Regions from separate parts of the Gasterosteus aculeatus genome. Here region 1 is linked to region 2. A link is a contact called in public Hi-C data. All regions are on one chromosome and are shown on one strand. Each heading gives the region's core, a stretch centred on a gene start, on an enhancer-like site or on the middle of the called end of the contact. The rest is flanking DNA. Distances are from core to core; before and after follow the strand shown. Region 1 holds the start of xylt1 (xylosyltransferase I). Region 2 has its middle 8.6 kb from the start of rps15a.

Region 1 (6,742 bases), core at 3,095-5,594, 82 kb before region 2:
TTCTATTGTCTCTTGTCGTACCGCGGTGAGAGGAAAAAAAGTCTCTCTCTGCTCCCCTGGGGCATCGCCGTCAAGGACACCTGTCCGCTGCTGTGATTCGCCGTGTTCTACCCCACTACAGTCAGCACGCTGCCTGATTACATAAAACACTGAGCGCTCTGTGGTGTCCTTCCAGCGGGACGCCTCAGGCTGCAGACATGTTGTGCACAGCCCACCCTGGGTTCCTCCCTCTCTCTCTCTTTCTCCTGTCCCAGACTCACTCCACCAGCTGGCCGCTCATCTGTCTCGCCATCTACCTCACCGTCTCGCGCTCCTGAGGACGAGGCCGCACGCTGCATTGAATCATGCAGGGAGCTACTCTGGTCAGCCTGCGCGCGCGTCCGTCTGTCTGAGTGACAAAGGGGTCGGGTCTAATTAAAATCAGCATTTGTTGCCGCAGGGGATGGTAACCATTGTCGTAGCGACAGTCGGCCCACTCGGTCCCCTAAGCAACAGAGCCGGAGCTAATGAGAGGCGAAGACACGGCGCTGCTGCCAGAGGAGCTGGCTCTTCCGTCTTGCTTTCTTTTTTTTTTTTTTCTCAGTTTTGTAATCTCCTCACATTGAGTTCATAAATGCTTTTGGTTTTCCGGCCCTCTGTCTTTCTCCGACTGTGCCCTCATCCATCACCTGTGGGCTCTTTACTAATTTCAGCGAGCTTGCCACGCGTTGATTACGTTTCGTATTTTCTCGTACTTTCTCGTTTCTGTCTTTCTGCCCCTTTTTTCCAATTACATCTAGTTTTGTCTTGTATCTGTTCCTTATCTCGCTCCTCTTTCATTTTGCTCTCATTTATGGCAGCACATGCATCTCCTGCCTCATACTGTCTATCTGTACCTTAATTGGCAACTACATTTCATTTGTTGGCAGGTTCTCTGTCTCTGTCTCTCCATGTCTGTCTGCCTGTCTGTCTGTCTGTCTGTCTGTCTGTCCCTCTCCTCCTATCTCAGACTCTCTTCCCAACCTTTTGGAAGAAGTGCTACAATCCAACAATATTATTATATATATATATATATTATTATATATTCCCATGCGATGGCCAGAAAAACTGTTGACACAAAGAAATTTCTCCCCCCTCATTTTGTCTGAAGTTAGAACAGCCATTCTCATTTGCCTATTGTTTAAAATTGTTTGATATGGGGGGGGGGTGAGAGTACAGGGATACGCTTAACACACAGTTAAGCTTTAAATGAACAGCTATTGTTAGAAGCCCAAAAGTAATTCTGCCAATGAGAGGAGTGTCTAATTGCCTTGTCGATTTGAGAACCACAAGGTCAGCGCACTCTGACAGAAATATCTGCCTTTGTCTCCTGCAGAGCAGTTTGTTTTGAGCTTTGCTTTTAGTGCTTTGTCTGCGTGTCAGCTGAGAAATGGCTGGAGATGAAAAACCACAGAACGGCTCTTTTAATAACAACTTAGTTTTCTGTGTTTCAGCAGCCACTACAGTATATAATTCACTTCCCAGCTCAAGGCTTCACATATGCTAAACTTTGTCTGGTGTCACATCTAGCAATTTTCTTGTTTTTGTCCCCCAATTACGTTATTTTCCCTGTCATTCAACATGTAACCAGCTATCAAAGTGTCAGAAAGCTGCATCTGCTGTCCGTGTCAGGACTACAATCTTATTTTTTCACCTCGGTTGCTTGTTGCTCAGAAACAAACAGAGCAACAACGGCTTTGACCGGGAACAGCTTTTATGAGGGTGTCAGTGTGTGTTTTTTCAGCACTATTCAATTAAGTGTTGACCGTATTGTCTTTCTTTAGTGTAAATAATGCTACACATGTTGTCTGTGTGGAAGCTTTCTGAACGTTGAATTGCAATTCACGGGGAACAGAGTCAGCAAAGGACACAACAGCGAGCACATCAATTCAAAGTGTTTCTCCTGAGGTTCATTCAAATCTATTTCAATTTGGCTTTTTTGTTTGCTAATAGTCATTTATACCATCTGCAGACTTTAGCCCAAAGCTCATTTACTTGTTCAACACAACAGAATAAACATGATAAATGCCTCAATGTGGGTTTCATTCACTTATCAACAAAGAGTCTGATGTAACCGTCCCTGGAGTGTCAGATCTCAGCAACATTACAGCAATTTTATTAAGAGCTTTCAGTTCTTGCTTGAATGTAAATGAAACCGTGACCTTAACATCACACACAAGTCTTATTTGACTGGGAAGGCCAACCAATGCCGGCGTTTGAAACAGTAGTTGGAGCTTTCACATTAGCATGCTCAAAGCCTTTAAATAAATATCACAGCCAGGGTGGAGGGAAGAACAATGGTGTCCTCGCGGGGGGGGGTTGGTTTAGTGTGCTCAGGCTTCACCCACTTGGTGATAACCCTTTGAACACAGTGGAACATTTAGCTGCCTGAGAGCCAGAAAAGAAGTTGGAGGTTGGAGACCCGAGTAGAGCTAAACAGTGTGAATGTTTGACTTAATTCACCAGGATGAATCCAAATGAATGCTGATGAACGCTAACGTTGCTCTGTGTCCCTCGCCGCAGGGGGTGGGGAACCTTTGGCAATGGTGGCATGTAACTTAAAAGTCAACCTGCAATAATTGTTAAACAGAGTTTAAACTGTTTGACAAGAAACTTAATGAATAGCCCAAGTGTTGAAGGGCTAACTCATCTGCACGACAAATGAACTCTCTCACAGCCGTTGGCGTGGCTTGATGTGGTAGTTTGAGCGTTTTTTCCCACCAAACTGATTTGCTGGCACTTGTTGCCTTCTTTGTAGAATCTGCGTCTAGAATCAGTGTATTGCTGATGAACAACAATGGTAGAACGTTGTTAAAGGTTAATGATTTCCGATGAGATATGGATGTTTTCATAAGGATGGCAGCCTTCATGTTTACTGCTTACATTTGTTATTATTATGTCCTGCATTTAGTGGAATCATTTTTTTTAACACTGATGTGGTGTTATAATTAAACCTCATTTTTATTATGATATTGGTGCGGCAAACGGTTAAGCTCCTTATCACACGCATTTCCATAAGACTCCATCATATAAACACAATAGGACGTTCTAATATTAATTCACAGATTGATACCCCAGACGCGCACACACTCATGTATATACAGTTGTTGATTTTGAAAAGCAAGTTTCATCAAGTTTTGAAAGTGTTCTAAACAGCAGGTCTGAAAACAATCCTTTTCATTGGAAAATGTGTCATCATGCAGTCTGTCCATTGTATTAGCAATATATTGAAGTATATGTAACGCTGGATGAAGTGCGGGATGAGTGTGCTTTCAGAGGTGTGCACTAAAACACGATGTGTGTTGCAGGCCTCACTCATGACCTTTGGAGGCAATTTGCTGATTCAGTGCTCGAGAGGAGGCAGTTTTGGGTGACATCACTTCAGTTCTTATTCTAACTCAGGTTAGATTCAGTACTTGAGTCACAGGTTTAGATTTGCATTTCTTTTTGCACTTCCCAGTAGGTGCACTGGGACCACCACAGAAATGATGGTGAAGGAGCCATGTTTTCTATGTTTAAATATTACAGCCTATTTCGCTCTGATCAAATATTTGATATAGGGATGTTGTGGATGTATACTGGATACAACAATTGAATTTGCTGAAGTACCGACATTACCAGATGTAAATCTATGGGAAAGTATTTTCAGGCCCACAGGCATCATGTGACAGACTTGAACGTGGCGAAGATGTGGTTTGGCCACTATGTACAGATAATGTTTGAAAGCTCTGCACTCTTGGCTTGGGGGATGTTGGAGTGGTAAAAAAACAACAACAAGAAAAACCAAACACAGCACAGTTTTACTCCTGGGATTGCAGAGGAATTTCAATTTTAGCTCTGAGCATTGGGAGGGAACCGCTCCGCCTCACAGTTAGCTGCGAGAACAAATGCAGGCAAACCCGGGCAGTGTCTCTGAATTCATACCAGCTCCACCGCACGGCGGGGAACAAAAAGTACATTCTTCTCTTGGATTTCAGTTACTAAAGAGCCAGTTGAAATGCCACCAGTCGGGTGTTAAACGGAAACAATCTGCGTGTGAATTAGTCAGAAGGTGCTTGGGGCAACATAACATCAAGAGACCCAGCATTCTGCCCCTGTGGACCCCTGGAGGCCTCATAATTCTGCTGCTCTCTGCCTTGTAATCATCTGTTTTAAGCATTGCAAATGAGGACATTTGCGAGTCGTAGTGAGGGTCCTCTTGGATGGAGGGAAATGCACGGTCTCCCCCCCCCCTCGGCTATAGAAGAGCAGACAGAAGAGCAGCCTGGCGCATCACAAAGACTCTCACAATGAGTACCGCCACACGGTGGCCCTGTGCCGCTCCTTCTCCGCCACCGTCAGCTCAGCCTCACTCCCCCCTCCTCCTCCTCCTCCTCTTCCCCGTCCTCCCTCCCCTACTTCCACTCCTTCCTCCCGTCGCGCTGCGCACAGCCACAGACGGTCCTCCAGCGTCCGTGCGCCACGGTGCGAAGATGGTCGGCGGCGTGTGCGCTCGCAGGTTGGCCCGCCGGTCGCGGTCCGCCCTGATAGTCGCCCTCACGGTGCTGCTGGTCCAGACTCTGATAGTGTGGAACTTCAGCAGCCTCGACTCCGGCGAAGAGAGGGAGAACGGAGGCTCCACCGCGCGGCAGAAGAGGGACCGGGTGGCGGGCAACAAAGCCGCTGGCAGCGACTATTTCCAGCACGGACTCCAGCAGCAGCAGCAGCAGCAGCCGCCGCGGCAGCAGCAGCATCTTCCTCCGCCAGGGAAGGGGACGTCTCGCCACATACAGCAGCCGGTGAGACAGATGCGCCGCCGATGTTAGTCATGTCATATCCACGGAGAAAGAAAAAAAAAAGAAGCCCGACAAGAGGTTGGCAGACGGGTCAAAACATCCCCCCTTGGTTTGCGCTCTTGTGGCAGAAGAGCGCACGGCCGGGCCTCGGGAAAATGAATTCACGTGTGACTGGTGTCACTTGAATGGAGGCTCCCTCGCGTGGGAAGCGAGAGGACGTCTTAAGCCTCACGGATGCGCGCTGGCCGAGGACGCGAGCCACATTGCGCCGGTCGAATTGAACGCGGACTTCGGGTGTTTTGTGCCGGAGCCGAGCAGGGAAATCCGAACTCAGCGGTGTTCATTTCACCGCGGTGCAAAACGAAAGCGCAGCAATGCAAATCCTTCCCCAAGATAGAGGCTGCGAGGGTGCATGGGTGGCAGGGTTTGGAGCTAATGCCTGTCACGGTCCATTTGGTATTTTAAGCCAAGTACAGTAGCTGCATGGCTCAGCATCAGATTGTCATCTGTTTTTTCTGAAAAACACAAACGGCTTTATTGATAGTGGCAGCACAAGACACACACACACACACGCACACACACACAGGTCAAGATGGATGTGATTGTGGTGTCAAAGCCAAACATACAGCCCCGGCACAGTGAATAAATTGGGTTAAAGACAGCCCGGGGAACTGTGTCCATTCGGAAGCACATGCCATGTTTTAACACTTAAGAGTTGGCTCCGTAAGATCCCAAAGGGGTATTTGGAGACTCCCCTGACCGCTCCCAGTGGCCTGAAGCCTACACGCGAAACTATTCAGTAGGCTTCTGTGCAGCGTGTGATTAATTTCCCAACCTCATTCCTGCAATCAAAATTCTCTAAATTTGAGCTTTTTGCCTGCGTGGTCTCCCGAGTCGTTAGGCTACCCAAAAGAAATTGGACACATTTATTCCTGGCAAGCTTCCACTTCACAAAAGCTGCCAGCCCTTCAAGTAAAGCCTACTCCTCAGCCGCCATGCAACCAGTAGATAACCGGCTTTGATGTAGCATGATACACTGTGGCCTCCGCGCTCAGTCGCTCACTCAAAACCGTGCACTGTATCATCTGTCTCCTCCGCGCGTTTGACAGTGACTCACTCGCTTCATCCGGTAGGACTATTTGTCCCACCTGCCGGCATCTCGACAGCACAAAGTCCCGCTAATTACCGGTTATGTTTGAGTCTGTTTCTGGTCAGGAGGAGAACCCTCTGTGATATCACTGTAATAGTCCAGCAGGGACTCATTAGTGAGTTTACATTATAACACTTATGGGCATCGTTTATGAAATGAATGCAATGTTCCTGCAAGGACTGGAGTATGAATTAGTAACGCGGTGACGTAACGCGGGCCGGGGATCAGTTGTGTCGGTACCTAGTCACGCTGCGTCAACGCCGGTTTGTCCAAATGCGTCTCACTGTTAAAACACACAGCGCATCTGCGCTCATGACCTTTTAAAGAAGGGCTGTCGTCCCCTATCGCCTCGCGGGCCTTCACACAGTCCTGTACGCCAGTCAGTCCCACCAGCCAGTCACGCTGTCAACCAGCTTCCCGCGGCCCCCGGGACCCCTTACATCCCGCCGCCCGCCGCATAAACTCCCTTTAAAGGGTTAAACACTATTTTTTGGTGTGTATTGTGTGTGTTTGTGTGTTTGTGCGTGTGGCTTTGCAAGGCCGAGTTGTCCAACCTTAGGGTGACGGAGAAGCGCCAACTGATGCTACATGAGCCGCCACCACCACTGAGAGAGGGAATAGAATAGAATAGAAAGAGCCAGAAGCTACAGCCTGACAATTGTATCATTTCTATGTCTATTAACTTGTTTTGGATGGAAACATTATGCTTTGGATGCGTCATCCCAGCAGACAGGGGCTACAGTTGTCATTAGTGTTCCCCCGTTGTGTCTCTTGAGGGAAAAGCTACCACAGAGGGAAG
Region 2 (6,645 bases), core at 4,090-6,589:
TACACACATGTCAGGGGGATATCCTCCTGGTGAGCATCCAGGCACCAGACAATAGCCCACTATGTACACCGCCGACCACAGTGCCATTCAGCCTTTTTCAAAGCGAATCAGTTCCAGCCAATGAGAAAGTGCCGTCGGCAGCTGGTGGCCGCTGACATTTTAGGCCGCGCTGCTCTACTGTAAAATGTACGAACGGCGTAGAAAGCCAGAATCAATCAGGGCCGAGGACAGCCAGCCTTCCTGTGCCAGGACCGGTCTTGACTGGAAGCACCGGGTCTCCGCAGTCCAATATAACCCACTGCTGCTTGTAAATATTATATAAGACTGGGAGGTTGACTAATGAATGCAGGCGCTGTCCAGTTAGGCAGGAACAGGAGGATGATGAAGGCCCAGCTTAACAATAAGGACCTTTAGGAAAGCTGTTGTGTAACCGTGTGTGGGTTTGAGTTTGGAAGGTATATCCTTCATCTGCAGCCTCACAGGCTTATAGAGAAAACAATAGTAAATCACCGTGTTACATAAACCAGATAGAATGGATGATTTGTACGGTTAAATTGCCCTTTGCTCTCTGACTCTTTCTGTTGTGAAATAAATCTGTCTTGATATCCGGCTAACGGCCTTTCTTCCTAGAGAGTGTTGCCCGTGTGTGTGTGTGCACTTGTATTTTTTGACATACTTCAGAGTCCCATACAGTATTTTAATATGTTGTGACGTTTCATTTGGTTTGGAGTACATGAAAAAGCCGCTGGGGGTTCACATGGGAGCTGACTCCGGAGACTCAAGACTCGCTGGAAGCTGACAAAAGTCAAGTATCCTGCTGCTAACTGATGACAACATAGACAAATAGTCATGCCTCCCTCCCTTTGTCATAGATTCTACTCTGGCAGGTTTACAAAATAAAAGCATTAGAGCATTTGTATTTCAAACACCTTCACAGAAACCTGTAGCCTCAAATTGACCCGATTTGCTTCCTCAAAGGAATCTATTCAATAAAAATGCTATTATAGCGTTTACCTCCTCCCCTTGTCATCTTCTCTCCGTAGATGGCAGACCGAGACTGATAGCAAGACAGAAAGACAGTCATTTTGGGTAAATGAACGAATTCAGGAAGGAGCACATTCAACCCCGAGCCGCTGCCTGTTATTCTAACAGAACAAAAAAAACGTCATGAGTCATGAAATGAGAAGGATCAACACATGGAATTGCTCTGTGAAAACAGCCTCCACAATCGAACGCTTCCCGTCTACAGAAGTATAGAAATGTGGTGTCTTGACAAACACAAAAGGTGGATCTTAAAGCTCATAACTGCCATAATGTCCCAGAGGCAGCGCGCTAAAAACGCACCAGCTTGCGTGTGCGACTTGCCAGGAGGAGAGACGGGGAAGGTAGCAGAATTCAAGAGGTGCCGGAGGCAACGCGCCCGAACAAACGTCCACTGGCAGCCGGCGCGTTCTTTACAACTTACAAACTGCATCTTTAAGCAAAGATTAGTTTAAGGATTACAGGGCTGGATGCTTTTAACTCCTTGAGAGTGCTCAATCGCTTTCCTCAGAGAGTTATCCTCTCTCACTTTTCACTCACCCTTTATAGTCGTTAAACAGAATGGAGATGTGTGATAGAGTAGGACGGGAAAGGGAGAGAAAAAAAAACAGAAGAGGCTGATAGAGAGAGAATTAGATCCTCTGACACCCCGCTAATTGAGAGATCTCCTTTGTGCCCGGCCCAGGCTGCCAAGTTTTAATTAGCAGCTAATCAAATCAATATGGAAGCTGTCAAACGGCGAGCAGGGCACCTAGATCCTGAGATGGCGGCCTGGATCGCAGCTGCCTCTGACCTTTGTGTCCGGAGGGTTTTTTTTTTTTCAGGGCTGTAAAATGATGAGGGCCGGCAGCACTGAGGGCCAGCAGGTCTGTTCGTGACAGAAGGACGGAGCCTCTGCAAGGTCCTTTGTCATTACTCAGCTGGTTCCATAATTCGACTGGAGAATCAAAACAGAAAGCTCATGCTAAAACAAAAACAAAAAAGCATTTGATATGGTTTGATGAATCGCACCCTACACCGACACACACACACACACACACACACACACACACACACACACACACACACACACTCCCGTTAAACACACCTGGACCTTCAGCAAACCCTTGAAACGTGTTAATTACAGATGAAATGTTGTGCCATCTTTAGAGGCAGAGCCACTTCTGCCCTCTCGCCTGCTGCAGAAAACTGTCAACACACCATGACCTCCCCCAGAGGCGTCCAGCTGAGTCTGACGTCTTATAAAGCCCCCCACAGCTGCTACCTCTCCCCCTCTGTCAAACACACTTAAATAACACAAACACTTCAAATAAGACAACGTAAAAAGCACGAACATTCGCACGTGGCCCCGGAGCACTGATATTGTTCCCCTGCTTGCGGCCGTGTGTGTGTGTGTGTGTGTGTGTGTGTGTGTGTGTGTGTGTGTGTGTGCGCGCGCGGGCCCTCGGACGATAGTGGTGTTCCTCCTCTCATCAAACACAAAAGTCAAAGCATCCATCCGCTTTAATGGCCCGCGACATTTACGTGTTTCTTTGGCCCACAAAGATAGAATGATGTGAGTGATGTCATCGTTGAGGAGGCTTCAGCAGCAGTGGTTTAGGTAACAAGGGTCGGTCCTCAAACACAACAGCAAACCCGAGCTCACTGTGAGCTACATTTGAATAAACGATCGACAAATTTAAAAATGACTTTGACTAAATACGGCATACGCCAACGGCTACAAACCCACAGCAGAACGTTCTAAAGCAAAGATAAGACAATATGGTGAAGTGAAGGAGGGATGGCAGGCTGAAAAGAATGGTAGCCCTCCAATCAATGCATTTCTAGATAAGATTCTACTCTCTAATGCCTCCAAATCCGGAGATTGCTTGGAGATGTTGAAACTAGTAATACTTTTATAAAAAATCCTGGGCTTTCAGAAGACGGGGTTTTATTTTGAGGTATCTTCATAATCTTTGTAAACAAAATGCTCATGTTTGAGCAGCATTGCAATTAGAAAAAAAGGAAGTTTTATTTCTAGCATACAGAGAATACAGAAAAAAAAAGGAGGATGATTCACCACCGGTGAATCAAGCGACTGGCCATCAAGTTTGAGATGCAGGAGGAAGCTGAGAAGATGCAGCTTTCTGACACTTTGTTCAGCTATGACAGTAAATCTCCAGTTTGATCACTCAAATATTTGACTATATGTTACAAAAATGCAGAGATGAGATGTGACGCAACGCTATAATATGGTTTTGTGAGGGTGATTTGATTCAAATGCATGAAACGACCTGCAAGCTTTAGTCTGCAAAACACCTCTGATGGCTTAGTGAACTAAAACCTGAGAGCAGCTAAGGTGAGATGTGGTTCTAACATTGGAGAAGTTTTTAGGGAGGAGGTCGAGGTGGGGCTGGTTGGATGGAAGCACATTGACACAGGAGACCATTTTACTTTAGTAGACCAGATACGTAGATGTGACCAGATACGTAAAGGCCTCAAGTCTCCGCTGCCTCGTCCTAAGTGAAATCATTCAATATTAATAGAGACGAGAGCGAGACGTCTCCCAGAACTGGAAGGGCAGCCCTCCCGAATAAACAACAACAGAGTTCAGAGAGGTTCCGTCCAGAAGGTTTATTAGCCTCTAGCCTCTATAACTCTATGCAAACTGCAGCAGACCAGAAGACACTAAGATCAGGGAACTTTGAAAGGCTTTATGGTCGTTCCAGAATAAATTCCCTCGGGTCATTTTAAAATGCAATTGAAAGCACTTATTTTGATCAGTTGTGAGTATTGGGGTCTGTTGATATGAAATGTGTTGGATATAACGCCAAGTAACATTACATACTTACTGCTTTATTATTCAAGCCGTAACAGTAATCACTTCTTAGGCTGTGGATTTGCCGCGGCCTCACTGTGCATCATCCACATAGGAGGTCGAAACCGGAGCATAATGCTCAAGGTGATCTACAGCGGACAAATGAGAGGAATAATTAATAACGGCACCTCTTGGCCTCCATGTCATTATATGTACATTAGCAGCTTGTTTTCATTGCCTGCTAATTAACCGTTGCTTGACATGCGCGGAGAGGGACGCCGAGCAGAGTCGCTGCTGCTAAACGATGTCTTCTCCGCAGCAGGATCCCCAGTGATCCACCGGAGATGGGACCTGGAGGAGCACGATGCCCTTGAGGACAGGCAGGGACTCGCAGGGCAGAATGGATGGCTGCATCCACAGCCATAAATTCTCTGCTTCCCGACTCTCTCATTCATCATATGCACACCAGACTCCTCTGCACCATGAATACGCCAACACATGCACGCTTCCCACCCGGCACCCCTGCCTCCCTGGTTTCCCCCTTAGTAAAGAAGGCATACAGACAGAGAGATAGGGCAGAGAGAGAAAAACATGAGATAAGTGTAGCAGGGAAATGACCATATGGCAACGCGCAGCCCTGTAGTTCACCTTGGAAATATGTTCGTATTTGAAGATACAACGGTTCTCCTCTCTCTCTAAACAAAAGATGCATTTTCATTCTCAGCTGGTCACCATTTATACCAGAATTTCCTCTGGTGTTTGTAGATACGCTGCGTGTCGGAGCTGCGTTGGCTGGTGGAATAAATCACATGGCTGGGAGTAGAAGTGCAAAGCAAAGAATGATATCGGCAGCATCATATGGCAACGTGAGCTGTGTGGCGCAGCAATGCATGAGACTGTGTTACCTGCTGAGCCGAGATCGCTTTAATGTTGTTTTTGGTAGGTTTTGTTTGCTTGAGACGGAAGACAGCCCTGTTTGAATTTCATCACATTGTTGTTTGACAGAAACGCTGTGTTTTTTTGCTCAACAAATCAAAATCCGTCAAGCAGTCAGATTTCATTTCCGTTGGATTTCCCCTGCCTTTATTTGATTATTCAAAAAAAAATAGATATATAAAGATATTCACCCGAATTCACTTTGCACATTCACTTTAACTTTTCAGACTGCCTTTGTCTTTCTCCCTCATTTGACTGGGACTCACTGAGTCATTAACGGCGGCGGGCGACAATGCAGAGCGCAATAAAAGAAACGTCGGCCTTTTGACTGAATCCACATTTTGAACTTTTACTGCAATTTCCAATATTAATTCTGTTATCTGCGAATCAATCATAATTAGTCTTGCCAGCCCGGCCTGAAGGCCGTATGAGGAGGAGTGCAGATGATGAACCGTATGTATACTGCCCTCAAGTGGTCGTGGGGGGGGAACTACGGGTATTAGGCCTCTATTAGGCGTCTGTTATACACAGTGCAGCCGGACAAAGGAGCTCTGTGAGGACTGATGACATTATAGCGAGCAGCTAATACGTTTCCAGACTCCAGCGGCCCGTCTCTCGGCTTTCCGTGGTAATGGAGGTGATGTTTGCACAAGGACCTCGGTGTCAACTGTAAAATGCTTTCTTCCTGCAAGGAATTCACAGCTCTGAATCGCTTCGCTCGAGGTCCATCCACGTCACGCCGGGAAAGAAGACAAGAGGCCGAAGCATCCCACGGCCCTCTCGTTGGCTTTGTACCATCCTACGGTAATGGGAGGGTTTGGCAAGAGGAACAATCATCTGAAAACTGTTTCAACACCTGGAGAGACGCAGCTTCAAACGTCTCCCATTCCCACTCTGACATGAATTTCAGAGCATTGGTTCAATTCAGCAACATATGATGTGCTTGACTACGTTTTCTTTGTGACCTTTTCATTCTTTTTGTTAAATTCCTTCAGAATTGAATTGTTCAACCATCTTTCTTTCAGTTAGTTGCTCAGATCCCAACCTATCAGAAACTATTTAACATATCAGCATGGTATCAAACACGTTATTTTCCAGTCTGCCTCTGGCTCTTTCTATCAAAGCAAGCCAAACGACACGCTTTTCTTTTTTTCTTCTTTCCTTCCGTATTAATGTATTCTATTTGTTTTGGAGAGCGGCGCGTCGTCTCCTCCCCTCCTCAGCGGTGCTCTGACCCCTTCAGGCCGACCTCAGGGATCCAGCTGACATGTGGTGCGTACTGCAGAAACGCGCTGCGGGCCGCCTGGCTGTGGGTCCCGGTGCCCAGATGTGCGCACGGCTGCACGTTGTCTTCAGAAGTACGGCGTGACACTGTGGCAGAATCAACGAGAGGTTTGCAGGAACCGGTGCGGCCTTTTTCTCCCGATGGGCTCCTCCTGACCTCAGGTCGTCCTCCTCAAGCCGTTTGGTCCCTGTACTCTGTGAGGCTGAGGTGCTGCTGGTGCTTCTTAAGGCCACAACCCATCAGCTAAAATGGGTCTGAAGTGTCCTCGCCCTGCAATGTCTAAGCTTAATTTGGGCAGCCAATCAGTAAAAATAGACCAGTGACTCCTTCACAGAAAGCTTTTGTGCTGCTTTTCACTGCTGCTTCATGAGTGTTTGAGCCGTTAAACGACCAGGTGGCCGTTGCAGTTTATGGAGAAAATGGCAACAAAGAGAAAGGAAACAGTCAGTTGGGTGTTTTGTAAAATAATTAGTCATTTCTGGCGTTCTCATTTCTTTTGAAACGCTGGCAGAAGCCACGGCTGGCTTGGGAGATGGTGTTCATTGAACTCAGCTAAAGAAAAACACAAATATTGCAAATTAATTAT

Evidence for each region. Hi-C and Micro-C count contacts between places; a contact is called where the count stands out from the background.
Region 1: a Hi-C map of tail fin shows a contact between it and region 2, with 2.8 times the contacts expected there. The contact joins the promoter of xylt1 here to the enhancer-like site in region 2. A contact is called at or near these places in 2 of 6 Hi-C or Micro-C datasets (skeletal muscle and tail fin).

What each region holds. Positions count from the first base shown.
Region 1 is chr9:7,181,022-7,187,763 of fGasAcu3.hap1.1, reverse strand. It overlaps xylt1 (xylosyltransferase I), which reads left to right and starts at 4,344. Exons shown (of 11, transcript XM_040185777.2): 1 at 4,344-4,796. The coding sequence starts at 4,491.
Region 2 is chr9:7,100,480-7,107,124 of fGasAcu3.hap1.1, reverse strand. No RefSeq gene overlaps it. Among protein-coding and RNA genes, the nearest start is that of rps15a, 8.6 kb to the right of the region's middle. Within about 2 kb of position 5,339, at least 1 of the 9 cell types and tissues checked has open chromatin away from gene starts, as enhancers often do.